Regions from separate parts of the Zea mays genome. Here region 2 is linked to region 1. Evidence: chromatin contacts called from public Hi-C data. All regions are on one chromosome and are shown on one strand. Each heading gives the region's core, a stretch centred on a gene start, on an enhancer-like site or on the middle of the called end of the contact. The rest is flanking DNA. Distances are from core to core; before and after follow the strand shown.

Region 1 (3,169 bases), core at 436-2,935:
GTGTAGCATTGGCAATAGTTGTCAAATCATGTGTGCATCTGGCATACCTCCAATTGAATTGCATATGAAGAAAACTTCACTCTGGACAACTTCAGCACAAAATGAATTCAGCTGTTCTCCCCATGTCTCAAAAGTATAAAAGTTCTCTTCGATCTCACGTGGGTTAGGCTTATCAGAATAGCCATAACCAATTAGATCTATAGCATATACCCTGTGTGCCATGGCTAGAACAGACATATTTTTCCGCCAATGGTCACTGAAAAAAAAGGAATATGTCGATCACTGCAAGAAAGGTAGCTAATAAATTTAAGAGAGACATATGTGTGGTTAGTAAGGGCCTAGCGTTTCTTTAGTCTCATATGGGTTCAAAGTAGCTTTGAAGCAAAATAATCAGAAAATGTTCGATGTAATAGGTAAACAGATATTCTCTTAAAGCTCAACAGCTGGTTTATCAAATGAACTAGTTCTCAAGTACCTACTAAGTTAGGGCTTGTTTTGATGGCCGTGTGATTACCTCAACCCACGTGTCGAAGTGAATTGAAGTGTAAATTAAACTAAGTTCCACTCTAATCAACTCCAACACATGCAGTTTTGAGGTGGATACATGCATCCAACCGAGACCTTAACGAACTACTTTCGCTGGCCAATTCTACATTTCTGCATAGTGCATACCTGGTTGTTGTTGTTGTTGTTGTTTTTGAAAAAGATGCATTTGTGTACCTTAGCAGTCCAACGGAAAGTGCACCGGTAGCTAAGGAAAACTTTGCTATCAAGAAATGCAGTTGCTAGCAGATTTGGAGACAGAAATGGTACAGAAACACTGAAACACGGGTTTATCAGTGTATGGCACACACCTGTTTGCCCCAAACCCATGAACCAGAACCAATGCAGGGCCTGCTGTCCCAGCGTGCTGGTAGCGAATGTTGTAGCCCCTCCATTTCCATGTGCTGCATGCAGACGAAGAAAGACAGCAATCAACGATAAGCAACACAAGTCGCGATAACCAAAACAATGAAACCGCAACCGGGCCCTAGACGTCCTCAGGCGCGGCGGTGCCTACCCGGTGCTTACTTGGGGCTGAGGCTCCACCGGCGGACTGGGCGAGGAGGCGTTGGCCGAAACTAGAACATCCGCGAGCGGCGCGACTGGGAGTCTCTCCTCTACTGGGTCCGCCTTGGAGCTAGAGGCCACGACGCGCAGGCTGGAGCGTGGCGCGCCTCCCGTGGAGGGTTTAAAAGGTCTGTAGAATCGCGGCGGGTGGGGGCCCACGGCGAAGACCACGCAGGGCGCCGTGGTGCTGCGGCGAGCGGGGACGCCGGGGAGGGGGCTGGGAGCGGCCGCGCAAGCCATACCGCCGCGCCGCGCGCGCGTTGGTGTGTGGACACTGGACAGTAGATGAGTGCCGACGGCCGAGACGGAGGGAGAATTCGGGGAGACGGAGAAGCAACGCAACGGGCGCGCGCGTGCGGGACAGTGGGAGCTCCTCGGCCATTGCCTATTGGTGTTGGTTGTTTCGCCGCGTGGGCGAAACGGGACGGCAGGTGAGCGAGCCAGCGAGGCGACCGGGCCTCCAGTCGCGGACCTAAAAAGAACTGAAACAGAAATTGGATCGGAGTCCAGCCCATGTTATTTTACTGGGCCGTCCACCGACAGGAGCTCCAGTCCAATAAATCGTCCCTTCTATTTTCCCTTGCCGCTCTCCAATTCGCTTCGAACAGGGCAGAGGTGAGACTTGAGAGAAGGAAGAAGGCCATGTCGTCGGCGGCGCAGCAGCAGCAGAAGGCGGCGGCAGCGGAGCAGGAGGAGGTGGAGCACGGGCCATTCCCCATCGAGCAGCTCCAGGTGCGGACCCGGCTCCCCTCGCCTTGCTCTAACCCTAACCGGCTTCTTGGGTCCGGTTCTTGTTCCCCTCGCGCTAGGATGGGTGGATTCTCCGCGACTTGAGGTTTTTTTGAGACTCTGGCTCTGCGTGAGGAGGTGGGTCTCGTCGCGGGTTTCGAGTTCTTTGGGTGAGGCGCTGGGTTCTTGGCCGAAGAAATGGGAGGTTCTTGAATTTTTTGTTCCTCCCTTCGTGGAGTCAAGGATAACCCTTTCTTGGATATTCCGATCTGTGCGCTGATGAATTAGTATTTGTATTTCCCAGCTATTGCTGCGGTTTATTGAGTGCGAGAACATATGTTCATGATTGATTAATTCACCATTCCCGTGAATGACGGCAAGATTGTGAGGGATTATGTGGTTTCCAGTTTATGCGTGATTGATTTGACATTCTCCGTTGATTCTTAGTTGCGAAAAACTAGGTTCTTGATAATTCGCCACTTCACAATGAATGGTGGTCGGGTTTCGGTTTGCTTGCTTTCGGATCCGGAACAAACTTTTGGAAATGGAAAGTCCCCGCCTCTTCATTCAGGGTGTGAACTGGTAGTTTTTCTTGAATTTTTTGTGTCTTGCAGTTGCAGTCCACTTATGTTGGAGTTTTCCTGTGTTTGTTTGATCCTTTGATCCTTTCTACCACGGATTGCACAATTTGCAGTTGTAAATAGTGTCAAAGTTTAGTACATTCATTTTTGTGCTGATATGACATGCTTTCAATTGGAACCATAACTTGGCTCTCGAGTGGATTCATGGGATGGGACATGGGTAGTTGCTTCTGAAATCTGCTTCAAAAAATGGAGCATGAAGTCGCCATCCTGTATCAGTGTATTTTGTGAGAAATGTTCTTCTGTTTGTTGAATTTCCTGTGCCTACATCATTTCAGATGAGTCAGTTTTCCCCTGTACAAACACCTGAAAATGAGGAATCTAATGCATGGCACAATTGTAGTTTCTTGCTTAACGACATATCTTTCTTCAATTCTAGCTCGATAAACATTAGAAAAAGCTCCTATGGTTGCATTTTGCAATTTGTTTTTATTCCATTGTTTAAGTGGCATTTAGATAGCTGATACTGTAACTAGTTTCTTGAAACATAAAAAAGTTTTGTTGCTCTGTTAACATTAAATTTGTGGTATAGGCTTCTGGAATAGCTGCATTGGATGTGAAGAAGCTGAAAGATTCTGGTCTCCACACTGTGGAGGCTGTGGCTTACACTCCAAGGAAAGATCTTCTGCAGATCAAAGGGATAAGTGAAGCTAAAGCTGACAAGATAATTGAAGCAGGCAAGTAATGTG
Region 2 (3,593 bases), core at 473-2,972, 140 kb before region 1:
TTTACATGTGCAGTGATTGCCAAACCAAGAGACGATTCAGCAGATTGCCAGGCTCAGATGACTAACAAGGTACAGAAATGGTTAAAAATTACCATGTCATGCTGGGGAATTCCTTCCGTAATGCAGACAACAAGGTCGAGCTCAGCCTCCATTGCCTCCATTATAGCGGCGGCAGCAAATGGTGGTGGAACATATATAACAGATGCATTGGCTTTTGTTTCAGCCTTAGCTTCTGCTACAGAGTTAAACACTGGGAGCCCTAAATGTTCAGTTCCACCTTTCTTGGGAGTCACTCCACCAACCTGTTACAACAAAAAAGAACCTTAATACAAGAGATAGAGAGACACAGGCTACAGGCAAAACTTTAAAAAAAAATAACAATATTAGATTTAAAAGATATATCTATGTACTGAAATACTGTTGGAATATACAAATCATTATTCAAATATTTTGTGCAGCATGAACCGCTCAGCTGTATTCATAATAATATTACTATAATACCATATAGCAGGAAAATGTAGCATCTGGTTCAATTCCGTTGTTAGAAATAGTGTGACACGTTAATTATATGAATCTAGTGGTCAACAACATAAATGTAAATCCGGACCCCGAGTCCAGGTCTTGGAAGGAGAATTTCGTGGGCACCCTTAAGAACTAACTCGGTGACTACTGCGGCTAGAAATACTGGCTTTCAGGCCCCTAGTCGGTTTGTAATTATTTAGTTGCTGGGTCTGTACATTTTTTTAAGCCCTTGGGCTTCCTTTTTTGCAAGAAAATTCATGCTGCAGGGGTTTCCCCTACAGTTTTCCGGTCAAAAAAACAACATATATGTAAAACATGCCAGATCCATGAAACCCTCATGCTAAAAACCAGACTTCAACAGTGCTTCACTTCCTTCTTCCTATTATCACAATTTGGTTGTCTGAGGACTGCCGCCCATTTACATAAAACATATTGGAAACAAAAATTGCCCTGTCCCCACTTTAGTGAAGAATAATTACATCTTCATACATGGTTCCTTTTTGTTAGGTTGTACTTAGAAGAGCTTAATGGTTTTAAACATTCATGATGGGTCTCACAATCTCAAGATCCTTGGTTCAAATCAGATTTCCTGTGAGGATTTATTTTCTCAAACCATATACGCTTATGCATCCTGAGAAATGCGTATGCTTCAGGTCTACAGACAAATGCTGGCTTAGTAGATTGCATGGTGAAAAGCACCAATATTACTAGAGAATGTTACTGACATCGATTAGCAATAAAATCAACTCAGTAAATGATAACGAACCAAACAAAAAAAATAAGGCCCGAGGAAATGGAGATCGGCGACCTCGCACCCACGAGATCGCGCAGCACGAGCTCTGCCAACACCTAGAATCGCGCGGCACGGGACGGAGCACACGAATCGAGCCATTGAGGGGCACATCAAAGGGAGACAAACGAGGGGTGGCAGTGGCGAGGGCATACCATGTTGGTGCCGTACTCGATGGCCTGCTCGGTGTGGAAGGTGCCGTTCTTCCCCGTGATGCCCTGGCAGATCACACGGGTGCTCTTGTCGACGAAGACCGCCGGCGAGGGCGCCGCGGCGGCTGCCGCGGCGAAGCCCCGCCCGAGGAGGAGGCGGGAGGCCGCGGACCCCAGCAATTGAGACGCGCGGCGGGAGGAGGCGGCCATGGCGGACGCGGTGCTGGCGGCGGCGCGTGCTCTTCCCCTTCTTTATTTCCTTCCCCGTCGACTCAATTTGTCAATTCGGGTTTTTTTACGGGTTTTGGGGATGGTGGCCCTCGCCTTCCTTTGTCTTTGGTCTACTGTTCTTGGTCTCGCGATCCATTCTTGCAGGGAAAGTTGCGCGTGAAAGTTCGCTAGGGACCCCTGTTATGTCGTTATTTTCAAACGTAGGCTAATCTTGAATCAACTTTTTTCGTCGTTTTCAAACATGAAACATCACATTTTTTAAGGGCCGTATCTAGTCCTATCACACAGGCAATTAAACATACGCACTTGCACAAATGCCACGAGCCTAAACGGGCACTTGCACAAATGCCACGAGCCTAAACGACATATTGATAGTACATCTAAGTGCGTACCAAAATTTATACATCTAGAAAAGACTAAAATATCTTAAAGTTACAAATGAAGGGAATATATCTTTAAAATATATGACATGGATAAAATTAAGGTTGTGTATGACATAGACCATTTCAAACCTCTAAAGCTAATTGTTAGTTAGCCAGCAGTTGATTTTAATTGGGTTTAAGCGACTAACAACTAATTGTTAACAATTAGATGGTCTATTTCCTGCTCCTTTCTAAAACTCTCAGCTAGTTTTAGCAGTTTTAGCTGCTAACTGTTGAATAATTAGACAATTTTCAGATTAAACTCCGAATATAAATCATGACCAAATCAGAAAAACTGAAATAAAAAGTCAAATCAGATGATGCGTACTGATTAGATATACTGATAGATGGCGCAGGCTGGAATCAGCAGGGTCGGCGATGTCGAAGCAGCAGGATTGATGATCAGCGGAATCAGCGAGAAGTTGCGTGAGGACGCTTCCCAAAAACCTTATTCGCCCTCTCCCGATGCAGGATCTTGAAGGGCGAAGGATTCCGGAGACCTGCTCTCCCGATCGCAGATGCACGTCGGCGGTCGGGATGAAGAGAACTGAAGGCGGCTCAGTTGTGAAGAGAGGCGAAAGCGAAAACTAGGATGATTTGGATGCTGGCTGCCAGGCGCCTTTTATAGGGCCAAGTCCGCGACCAGATAGCTATCTTCGATCTTATCTGCCCACGAAAATCTCGCGTTCAGTTTAGATTTTATAGGGATCGGTTAGAATTCTGATCTTAACAGCCAAGCAACCAAAAAATTAAACCGGCAAAAGGGAGTCGCGCCCCCGCAAGGCAAGGGGCCAGATTTCGGCAGACCATTCACGCGTACGTCGTGCGCCCGCGCCCTTCGCCCCGCCCCGGCGAGGCGAGCGCGCGTGTGTGGCTCTCCACACTCTCTCCTCTCATCCATGACTTGGTGAGTGAGTGTGGCTTCCATATTTAAACTAGTTCCACTCCACTATGACTAGCAATATGGTGCTATTGGTTCCACCATTCCCTAGCCATACACTTATATGGGCTTTTGAGATTTTCTTGGGATTTATTTGAATTTCTCAATTGGGCCTAGCCCATAAATCCTAACAATCCCCCACCAGATCTCAAATGTCTATCTGCAGTTTTCGCCACTGTTCACTATTGTTTAATATACTAGTGTTTCAGCAGAGACTGTTAAGTTGAACTTCCGCCTAGAACTCCAAGTTACACCAACCCACAACTTGGACAATGGACTATGCCTTGAATTGCAAGTTTTGTGTGAATGGGTTTTACTTAAAGCCATGACCAGTACTTGGCTACCAGTAGTCCCCTTCTCGGGTGGAGCATATACGTCGTACTCCAAGGTCTCTTTATGAGTTTACTAGAGATCACCCAGATCTCATAGACTGCGACGTTAGACAGTCTAACTCATATAGGTGTGTTTTTTCAAGAATGTTCTGTAGGAACTTGGACAATGGACTATGCCTTGAATTGCAAGTTTTGTGTGAATGG

The links. Hi-C and Micro-C count contacts between places; a contact is called where the count stands out from the background.
Region 2: a Hi-C map of leaf shows a contact between it and region 1, with 6 times the contacts expected there. The contact joins the promoter of LOC100216609 here to the promoter of LOC541709 in region 1. A contact is called at or near these places in 2 of 25 Hi-C or Micro-C datasets (ear and leaf).

Annotation. Positions count from the first base shown.
Region 1 is chr7:169,209,889-169,213,057 of Zm-B73-REFERENCE-NAM-5.0, reverse strand. It overlaps LOC541709 (recombination protein51 gene a), which reads left to right and starts at 1,685. Exons shown (of 9, transcript NM_001111448.2): 1 at 1,685-1,842; 2 at 3,013-3,157. The coding sequence starts at 1,753. It overlaps LOC103633336 (pheophytinase, chloroplastic), which reads right to left and starts at 1,550. Exons shown (of 8, transcript XM_008655054.2): 1 at 1,061-1,550; 2 at 855-947; 3 at 48-256. The coding sequence starts at 1,350.
Region 2 is chr7:169,353,165-169,356,757 of Zm-B73-REFERENCE-NAM-5.0, reverse strand. It overlaps LOC100216609 (succinyl-CoA ligase alpha-chain 2), which reads right to left and starts at 1,722. Exons shown (of 7, transcript NM_001143022.1): 1 at 1,468-1,722; 2 at 93-302. The coding sequence starts at 1,674.